2 separate regions of the Rattus norvegicus genome follow, and region 1 is linked to region 2. A link is a contact called in public Hi-C data. All regions are on one chromosome and are shown on one strand. Each heading gives the region's core, a stretch centred on a gene start, on an enhancer-like site or on the middle of the called end of the contact. The rest is flanking DNA. Distances are from core to core; before and after follow the strand shown.

Region 1 (4,816 bases), core at 1,986-4,485, 88 kb after region 2:
CATAGGAAGCTTCTCGTCTTCTTTATGAATAACATCCCCCAATCATGACAGCACCAAAAGCCAGCTCAAATGAGTTCACCTTGCAAACAGCTGGCTAGACGTGGCTGGTGCCCAGGAATCATTGGGTCATCCTCCAGACCTGAAAGGAGCTGGTGGCTGTGCCTTCAGAGCCAATGTCTGACCCCTATTGCTTTTCATCCCTCCTCTGGAGACAAGGAAAGCAGCTGGACCAGGGTACAGGCAGGTTAGGTCCAACTACACACTGCACTGGCCCAGATGTAAGATCAGCAGCAACTAGAGCCTGCTGAACAAGACAGGGTGCTGGGCACAGAAAGGCAGCTTAATAGAGCCAAAAATAGCCTCGCTTTTTTTTTTTTTTTTCAACAGGATTCTGACAAATGAAGCACGTGCAACTCCATCAGCAAGGGGGAGAAAAATCAGGGAAGCCAAAGACCAGATCAGCTCAACAGAAGCAAAGATTCCCAGAGCTTCCTGACAGCTGTACACCCCCAGCACACCCCTCCCACCTTACTCTGATGGAAAATTCTGCCTGGATCTCGAAACCATAACCTAGTCCCATAACCCCACACATCCAATGGTGCCTGTCCCGTGTGCAGCAATGAAGTTATGGTTTATCTCAGCGCTAGAGTCAGACCATGGATTAGGAGCCTCAAACAAGACCCTGTTGAGTGCTCACCCGAGAAAATGAGGCAGCAAGAGCATGCGGGAGGACCGGAAAAAGAAGATGGGGTCTGGAGATGTAACTCAGAGGTGTTAGCATGCCTTGAACTGGCATGGCACTGGGTTTGAACCCCAGCACCACAAGAAAAAAGAGACAGACAGACAGACAGACAAAACTCAGTGGCGGTTGACAGAGGAGTCTACGGGTGACTAATGAAGGGTGAAGCGAAGAAGATCAGGATGGTGTGGGATTACCCCACCACGTAAAGTCTTCAACCTACTGGTTTTCGGTGGCCCACTGAGTCAGAACTCACTTTCTTCTAAGTCCTCTCTTCACCTGCTCTCACTTGCTTAACAAGTGAATCTGACACATCTAAACCCTCCAGGCAGCTTGCACATCTAGAGTTCCCCTAACGCGTCATATTACCACTCCAAGACCAGAACAACCAGGTGGCAGGCTGTGGAGAAACAGCACAGATCCCCCACCTCCCAAAGGAGCTAATCCGGGTGGGCAGAGACGACCGACTTGTCCAGCATGGAGAGAGCACACGGCTATCTCTCCCCCAATACTTCGGCAACCCAATACTTCGGCAACCCACCAGCTTTGGATCTAGAACCAAGAGAGCGCACCACCAGCCATTCCCTTGTAATCCCCTACCCCCATCCATTTGCCTTCAGGAAGAAGGGGGTGGAGTCAGTTCAGGCGCAGGGCCAAAGAGACACAAAAGCGCTTGAAAATCATGCCAAAAAGTACCCATTTCTCCCATGTCAATCTACTTAAAGAGTCTAGAACAGGTCCCCCGTATGCCCACAGGAGGCACTCACCTGCTTCCCCCTGAAAGGTGCTGTCCCCATCACTGGGCCAGATCTGCCCGGTCTTGCGAACACCTACTATGGTAGCCTCAGACACCACAACCTGGCACTGCCGGTGCCGCTTCTGGCACTGTGGCGTCGGAGGGCTGCTGCTGTCAAAGGACTGTTGTGAATTCTGCGAGGGTGAGCGACTCTTGTCCCGGAACATACGGTAGGTGGTGGGGCTTGGTGACACGCGGCTGGACTGGCCAGAGGAAAAGTCCTCCTCACTGGAGGTGAGGTTCTCATTGGAGCTGCAGTCCGGAGTGTAGCCACCTCCGCTGTCCTCAAAACTCCGAGGCGAGTAGGACCTGCGGGGCCAGGTGAGGCGCTTCTCCTGCTCTGAAGTGCTCTGGCTTCGCAGGAGAGGGCTCTTGCCCTCCCCTTCCACCATCATACCCCCGACGTAGATGCTCTGGTAGGGTTGATACTCCAGGGGCGGCCAAGGGGGCCTGTTGCCGCCATTGGCATTGATTAGGTTGTCCTTCAGGAAACGGGGATTCAACTCTGCATCCTCATAGTCACCGTCGAGGCCGCAGCTGCTCTCCGAGGAGCGCCCACGGTAATGGGGTCTGGGTGCTTCCCCCAGGCCCTGCCCGGCGCTCTGCTGGGACTTCTTGCGCTCCATTTGCATGGCCTGGCTGCCCAGAGAACTGATTCGGTCGGACACCTCTTTGTCGTTGACCTTCACCAGGCCGCGCTCGTGGTGGAACTCGACGTTCACGTAAAAGGGCTTCTCGGCGTCGGCAGAGCCGGGCTGGGCAGGTCCCTTGCGGATCTTCTCGAAGTTGGATCTGAGCGCCGCCACGCTGGTGGGGGGCCCTCGGTCGTCCCGGTCCGCCGGCGCAGCAGCCGCTGGCCTGCGGGCAGTCGCCGGTCGCCCCTTACTCGGTGACCCTTCTCCGTCCGGCCGCGCCTCCGACTCCTCGACGGGCGCCGGGTCTGCGCCGTCGGCGGGCGCGGGCGGCAGGCGCGGGGCGGACGCTCGGGGCTCGGCGGCGCCGTCCGGGGGCTGCGCTGCCCGGCGAAAGCCCCAGCGCTGCCGATCGTAGCTCTTCTTCTCCTTGGCCAGCAGCGTCTGCAGGTAGATCATGCGGAAGCGCTCCTGGTTCACCTCCTGCTCCAAGCGCCTAATGGAGGCCTTGCAGCGCTCCAGCTCCTGCTCGATGTCACCCACCGAGCGCAGCTCCATGCGCGGCGGCTCCGAGTCCGGGAACTGCGCTCTCCAAGCCTCGGCGAAGCCCACCGAGTCCACCATGGCGCGGCCGGCTCACCTGCGCCGAGGAGCTGCGCGCCGGAGCCCGGCTCAGCGGCGGCGCGGGGTTCTTACGGTGCCGGGCCCCGGGCGTCCGGCGCCTCCCATGATCCCGCGGCTACGGCGGCGAACAATGCCCGCCCCCCGGGGCCGCAGGTGAGGCGGGAGGCTCGGCCGCTGCGGCGGCGGCGGCGGCGGCGAGGGGCGCGCGCGGGCGGGGGAAGGGCGCGGGGTTGCGCACGCCTCTATTGTGTGCGGGGCTCCGCGGCGCGCGAGGCGGCGGGAGCGGTCCTCCGCAGAGCAGGGCCGCCGCGGGCCCACGGCCGCAGCCCCGCGGGCTCCTCGCCTCCGGTTCCCGCGCCGCCCCGCAGCCTTCCGGGCAGGCGCTCCGCTCAGCACGGCCAGCTCTCGCCGCACTCCCGCCCCGGCCCGCACTCAGCGCTGCAGGAAGGGGAGGACCGGGGGGCGGTGGCCGCGGAGCGGCTGACGGGGCTGGGCGCGCCTCTTAAAGGGGCCGCGCCGCGGGAAGAGCATTGGGTCCTTGAATACGACCCGGACCACTGCAAACTGGTCTGATCCCCTTCTGGACACAGAGGTGCCCCAGACCCGGTGATTCCGAGCGATCTCTCCACCGCGGATGCTCTGGCTAGTTCTTCATGCCTGGAAGAGAAATACCTGCTTCCTCTTTTCTGCACCCACTAACCTCGGTGCTAACCGCACAGGGAACGAACACCCAGCAGGGCCCAAACTATTGAGAAATCAAGCAGGGCAGGTCACCCATGCCAACAGCTCGGGTGCCAGCCAGTGAGCCTCTGGTGCTGGAGATCTGAGGTGGGTAATGGAGCTTAACAATGGCCACTGAAGTTGTCACCGGACTCTGAGTGACACTTAGGAATTTCTCCCCCTCTGCTCAATCAATGAATCTCCCTTCCTGAGTAATGACTTTTGACCTCTGGAGGCCAGTGTCGTGTTTTCGGGGTCTCTTTCTTCCTGGGAAGGGATCGCACACCTCCTTCTTAACCACAGAGCTGGGTGGAAGACAGGAAACCTTTAATAATCGTTCCCAACGAAGCTTAGGGATCTGAGTCACTTAGCAGAGATGCTCTCCATATATGCTCTCCTGAAAACAAAATGGAACCCAGGCCAGCCTGCTGGGTGAGGTGAAAGGCAACAGGATTTGGCAGCTGAAGAACAGCTGAGTTTTGGCTACTTTTCCCACTTCCGTGCCTCAGTTTCCCTGAGCTCCGAGATAAAACCAGAACACCTGCTTCCACAAAGCTGTTATGTCCTTGGTTGTAAACTGTTACCACGCTTCTCTAGAGAAATAGAACCCAGCACCAGCAACCAGATTAGCAGGGGCTCCCTGACTTAGGCCGGGTTTTCCTTTTCCTCCCTGGAACTCGCTTTCACCCTCATCTGTAGCCTGTTGTCTGCTCCTAGTAGGGTTCAGTTTGTGTTAATGTTGTTGGGCTGGCGAGCCTTTGGAGCGCCACTCCAGGAACCCTGTGAGCGCTATGCAGCTCGCTGCTGCCCTCTGTAGACCTCTTTAATCTCTTGTTCCCTCCTTCCCCGCCTACCTCACCAGTCTCTTGCCCAGCAGGCAGTAAACAACGCAATTGCTGAGAAGAAATAGTTTTGCTGGGCACCTGACTTTTGGGCTAGTGAAAGGAAAAGCAAAGCAAAACAAAAAGAGCAGGCATCCCAGAAGCACAGCAGTGAACGATGTTCTCTTCCTCGGTAGACTCGCCTTTAAAAAGACCGTTAAAAAGCCTGATCCTCGCTGGGGGGGGGGGGGGGGGGGGGCGTGGCTCAATGGTAGAGGTCTTATTTGGTAGGAAAAAAGGTATGGATTAGTCCCTGTCAGTACAAAAAAGAGAGGGAGAGGGAAGGGTAGGGAGAGGGAGAGGGAGAGGGGGAGAGGGGAAGGGAAGAGGAGAGGAAGAAGAGACAGACCGAGAGAGACAGGGAAGGAGAAACAGAGACACACAGAGACAGACCAAGAGGAAGGAGAGACAGAGAGCAGAGAAA
Region 2 (4,817 bases), core at 2,128-4,627:
AAGCCTGGGGAAGCTCTTGGCTCCAGAAAGGCTTTCTAGAGGCTGATTGCTCTTGACACTGCCTGGGAAGGATCTGTAGGGCAGACGTTTACAACAAAGTGCATGGAAGCCTATTGCCTACCTCAGCCTGAGGTGTGGCTGCACCCCTACTCCCCCTGAGAAGCAGGATGCTCCCTACCCTCATCACAGTGGACTGGGGCTGTGCAGTGAGCCCAGTTCCTCTGGGCCTACGGCTTCTGACTTCTAAGTTCTACTCCCCACGCTCTGTAGGAACAGAAGTTAGAATCCAGTGCAGCCTGGGCAGGTCCCCTGAGATCCCCTGACATGGAGAGCTACATGTCACCAACACAGGCAGCTTAGCTCCTCATGGTCACCTAACTGCTTGCACAAGACAGCCAAGTATTTCCTACAGGCCAGTGCCCATATGTAGAAGGGCAGGAAGGCTACCAGCATGCTAAGACCATGACTCCCTCACTCTCTCATACATACTTCCACAGGGCAGAAGGTTTTCTGGGTGATCATAGCTACAAGATTCAAGAAACAGTATACCCGCAGTTGTCTTTGGGGCTGTGAGCCTAGCCTTTAAACGGATGAGCTATTTCCCCAGGGCAACACTATACAGATCTGAAGACATGTATGAGGCTGGAGGGAAGATTCTAGAAACTGGGTATCTAGATTTTTTTTTTTTTTTTAGGTCAGTGGTAGAGGGATACAGGATACGGAACACCAACATCTGCACGGAGAATGATTACACGGCTGCTTCCTCAGTAAGGACACAGAGATGAGTCCTCAGACCACAAGGTGGCAGTCTTTTCTCTGTACAAAGTAACTGAACTTTTTGCAATGGCCAGCAGAGGGAACCCTAAGCTCAGCCTAGAAGCTGTGGGTCAGTAACGTCCAGACAAGAGCTCACTGAATGCTCAATGGATTGCAGGCTTAAGAGCTTCCAAGAGGCAGGCTTAGCTTGGTTGTAAAAAATATTTCTGACATCTCAACGGTTACTTAATCCCTCCCCCCAGCTTCATCACAGGGGGCCCTCAAACACTTCCCAGCCAACCTTGCCAGCCCTGGGCCCCAGTCTGGGAATGTTCAGGCTCAGGCTTTGTCTGCCCAGGAGACACCTGAATCAGAAGTGCCCCTCAGCCTCATTATAGATCCGGAAGCACAGGGTGCCCAGTAATGGCTTCCGCTCCAGCCTGCTTCTACTCTCCAGGGCACACAGGCGAGGTCAAGGCTGGACCACCTCTGCTAACAGCCTCAACAGTGAGAGGCCAGCCGGTTAGGAAAAACTGTTGACTCAAAGTCTCACCCAGGACAGCCTCCCACCCACTCCTGCCCTAAGACAGACAGCCCAGGACCTCACTGGACCCAGATCCAAAGAGTCTGTAACTCAGAGAGGCCGGTTGGCTGAAATGGCCGGACTGTGTGCAGGCTCCTGCGTGAGTGTGAGACTGTTGGGTGTTCCTTCTAGGCTCCGCCCTGCCCCACGGTTACCTGGCAACTGCCAGGTGTGCCTGACTCACTATAAAAGGGGCTGCTTGCCCCTTCCTCACTCTCTTCTCTTGCTCTCTTCTTCCTTCCCCTCTGTCCCTTCTCTCCCTATCCCCCCCCCCCCCACCACATGCTCATGGCTGGCCTTTACTCCTGTGTATTAATTTTCCCTCTCCCTCCGTCCCTCCCTCCCTCCTCTTCCTCCTCCTTCTTCTTCCTCCTCCTCCTCCTTCTTCTTCCTCCCTCCCTCCCTCTCTCTCTCTCTCTCTCTCCCCCTCCCTCCCTCCCTCAACTCCCTTCCCCATGCCCTAAATAAACTTTGATCTATACTATACTGTCATGTGACTGGTACCTCAGGGGGAAGCAGCATGGGTTTGCTGAGGCACTCCCTTCCTCCTCACCCTACATCACCTCCACCAAACACGCCCCTTCTTCGTTTTCTTTTTTATAAAACACAACAATGTGCGTCCTGGTTTCTCTGTGTGGTAGGAGACCCTATGCAGGTGTCTCTGTCCCCTTGTCGTGGGAGAGGGCAATGGATGAAGATATGTGTGCGTTTGTTATGTGGAGGGGGTAGGCGTTCCTCATTCAGGTAGGAAATACCAGCTGCAAGGGACACCATCGCCTGCCGACATGGCCGGGCACCCTGGGAGTGAGGGGAACTGGGATTCCCTCTGCTTTCTCAGCCTGTCCCCTGGCATTGCTTGGGAACCTGCCCAACCCGGGCCTCCTTTGGGCAGACTAAATTTAGAAGTGCGCTCTGTGGATTTAACGTACACACCCTCTTTCTCCTTGGTGCAGTGTGTTTACTTTATCTCTGCCTCGGTTTCGATCACACGGGGTGGCTGGGGCAGGGGCTGGACTGTAACTCAGTGACGAAGGGTTTGCCTGGCATGGACAAGGACCTGGGTTCCAGGTTAGTGCCGTAGGAGAAGAAGTAAGATGAATACGGAGAGACCTGCTTGGTGGCATTTGGGGGACAGGGGGATTAAATGAGACAACACACACATAGGGCCTCACAGGGACTACTGGACACCATTTGCTGAGGCTTCTGTGGTCTGAGGACTGAGCCCGGGACTCTTGTATATTCTGATATTGTGTTATACTTACATTTCTGATCCTCTGCTTGGGCTGTGGACAATGTGTCCCAGTTCACGACAGCAAGCAAGCATTCCTACTACTGGGTGGGGAGTGGGGTGGGTGTCTCAGCCTTCTCCCATCTTGGCTCACCACTGCTCCTTAAGACCTCTTGTGAATGGGTTTGACTTTTCCAGCTGCAGTTACTCAACAACTCTGTGTGTGTGTACGTGTTGCCGGAACGGAGTCTAGTGTTTCAAGCATGATAGGCAAGCGCTCTAGTACCGAGGTATAGATTTCCTTAGTCCCCCAGGTCTTTTCAAGCAGCAGCAGGTAAGCCTAGCATTCTCCACCTAAGCTCCGTTGCTCTCACCGTCCACCTTCGCCAGCACGGTTCCTTTGTAAAGCACCTTCGGAACCCATTGCCCGCCTCCCTCCACAAGGGGCCTCTAGGATCCCAGGCAGAGAACTGGGATCATTCGAATCTCCTGCAAAGCCCTAGTTGCAGACCTCAAAGCGGAGAGGCAACAACCACTTGGAGGAAATTACCCAGCAGCAGGGATCTAGTTCTCTAACTGTGAAGTTAATTCGGATAAACAAGTATGCACCCACCCACCAGCTCACAGGACTGGGGCCTGGAAGGAAAATGTGTCTCCAAGATCCTCTGATCCAGAAGCTGAGAGGAGAGCCCGGACTCCCCATCCTGGGTAGCTAGAATCCTGGTGAATTAGGGCGAGGATTCTGGCCTGCCAGAGGCTGCTGGCCTCTGTTCAGTTTGGAAACTACCTCTAACGCTGCCCAGAAACTACCATAAAAGGGCCAGCTCTGGAGCGGGAAGACTTGGCTAAAAAGCATGAAGAGATCAGAGCAGACTGACTAGAGGTCAGGTGCTGCCCCTAGCTCATACTTGGGTCTCTCTACAATGCCCTGACCCATCCCACGGGGAGGCTTACAGGTTCTTTCCTGGCTAGTAACATGAAGGGTGGTCTGCACCATCTCCAACACAGATGGCATCTCTACGTCACCATGTCTGTTTCGATGCTTCGAGAGCACAGACGCTCATGTCACGGGCAAGCCGTGGGTGCGGATCGACATGGGGTTGGAAAGCTGTCCTTATGGTACCTGTCCTACAGCATCAAGCACCGTGTTGTTGGAAGGAAGCTGAGGAGGACGCTGAGGAGGAGCTCATATGCCTGGGCATCCAGGGCACACATACAGGCACCTGTCTGCCACCCTGCCTTAGGTGAGCCCTGAGGCAACCACAGAGCCGGATGAAGGGGTGTTAAGTAGAACTGTACATTTTCAAAGCCTCTAAGACTAGTTCTCTTGGGCTGGAGAGATGGCTCAGTGGCTAAGAGCACTGACCGCTCTTCCAGAGGTCCTGAGTTCAATTCCCAGCAACCACATGGTGGCTCACAGCCATCTGTCATGGGATCCGATGCCCTCTTCTGGTGTGTCTACCAGCTACCATGTACTTATATAATAAATGAATCTTGAAAAAAACAAACAAAAAACCAAAAGATTAGTCCTCTCTCCCTCTAGCAGCTGGGGTAGCCCCTCTGCAGGTACGAGCTCCTGTCTTCATAAGCATTCTACCCTCCAGACCTGCAGACAGCTGCTAACTGGGGCTGAGATCTCTTAGTCCCTAAGGCAGTTATGCTCTGAATATTTCGTTTTCAGGGATCCTAAACAGAAAACAGGGAGGGACACAGGAGCGGATTCTGTCCTACATTAAGGGGTGAGGCAAGAGCGGTTCAAGCATTTGCTTCTCCTGTCAAGCTCTCCTAAATGAACAGTTGACCAAAGAGAAAAGGCACCAGGTGGGATGGGTGTGTGCAGCAGGCACCCAGTGAGGCACACGTGAGACCTTGGCAGATGTGGGTCGGTCACCCGGTTAGATATATCGGACGCTGATAGGGAAGCCATGTGCTCTGCTCTTATCCACTGGCCTTAGGTGAGAAGCTGGTACAGGGCCCAGTGAACTCCACATGAGACCTGCTTCCCAGGTCCTGCATGTACCAAACAACCAGGTGGGGACTGCTCTGTCAACACTTCCGCCCCCCCCCCAGGGGTTACTAGCTAGAAAAGCTAGGGTCCCACTTCTGCTTTCAGTGGGCTTAATGATCATTGAGTGGTGGACCCACGGCCAGGCCCACTGTGGGTGTGGCCTTGGTAGAGCGGGCGTGGCCTTGGAGCGGGCGTGGCTTCGTTGGAGTACATGTGACCTTATTGGAGCGGGGGTGTCACTG

What was found. Hi-C and Micro-C count contacts between places; a contact is called where the count stands out from the background.
Region 1: a contact with region 2 is called in a Hi-C map of prefrontal cortex, with 10 times the contacts expected there. The contact joins the promoter of Bcr here to the enhancer-like site in region 2. A contact is called at or near these places in 11 of 12 Hi-C or Micro-C datasets (the A7r5 cell line, the Rat2 cell line, Schwann cells and 6 more) and 1 of 1 datasets of contacts at active chromatin or transcription factors (oligodendrocytes).

The regions. Positions count from the first base shown.
Region 1 is chr20:13,593,098-13,597,913 of GRCr8, forward strand. Bcr (BCR activator of RhoGEF and GTPase) reads right to left here and starts at 3,236. Exons shown (of 23, transcript NM_001419609.1): 1 at 1,507-3,236. The coding sequence starts at 2,791.
Region 2 is chr20:13,504,869-13,509,685 of GRCr8, forward strand. The region is part of intron 8 of Bcr (BCR activator of RhoGEF and GTPase); the gene reads right to left. Among named protein-coding and RNA genes, the nearest start is that of Specc1l, 64 kb to the left of the region's middle. Within about 2 kb of position 3,378, at least 9 of the 93 cell types and tissues checked have an H3K27ac peak or open chromatin away from gene starts, as enhancers often do.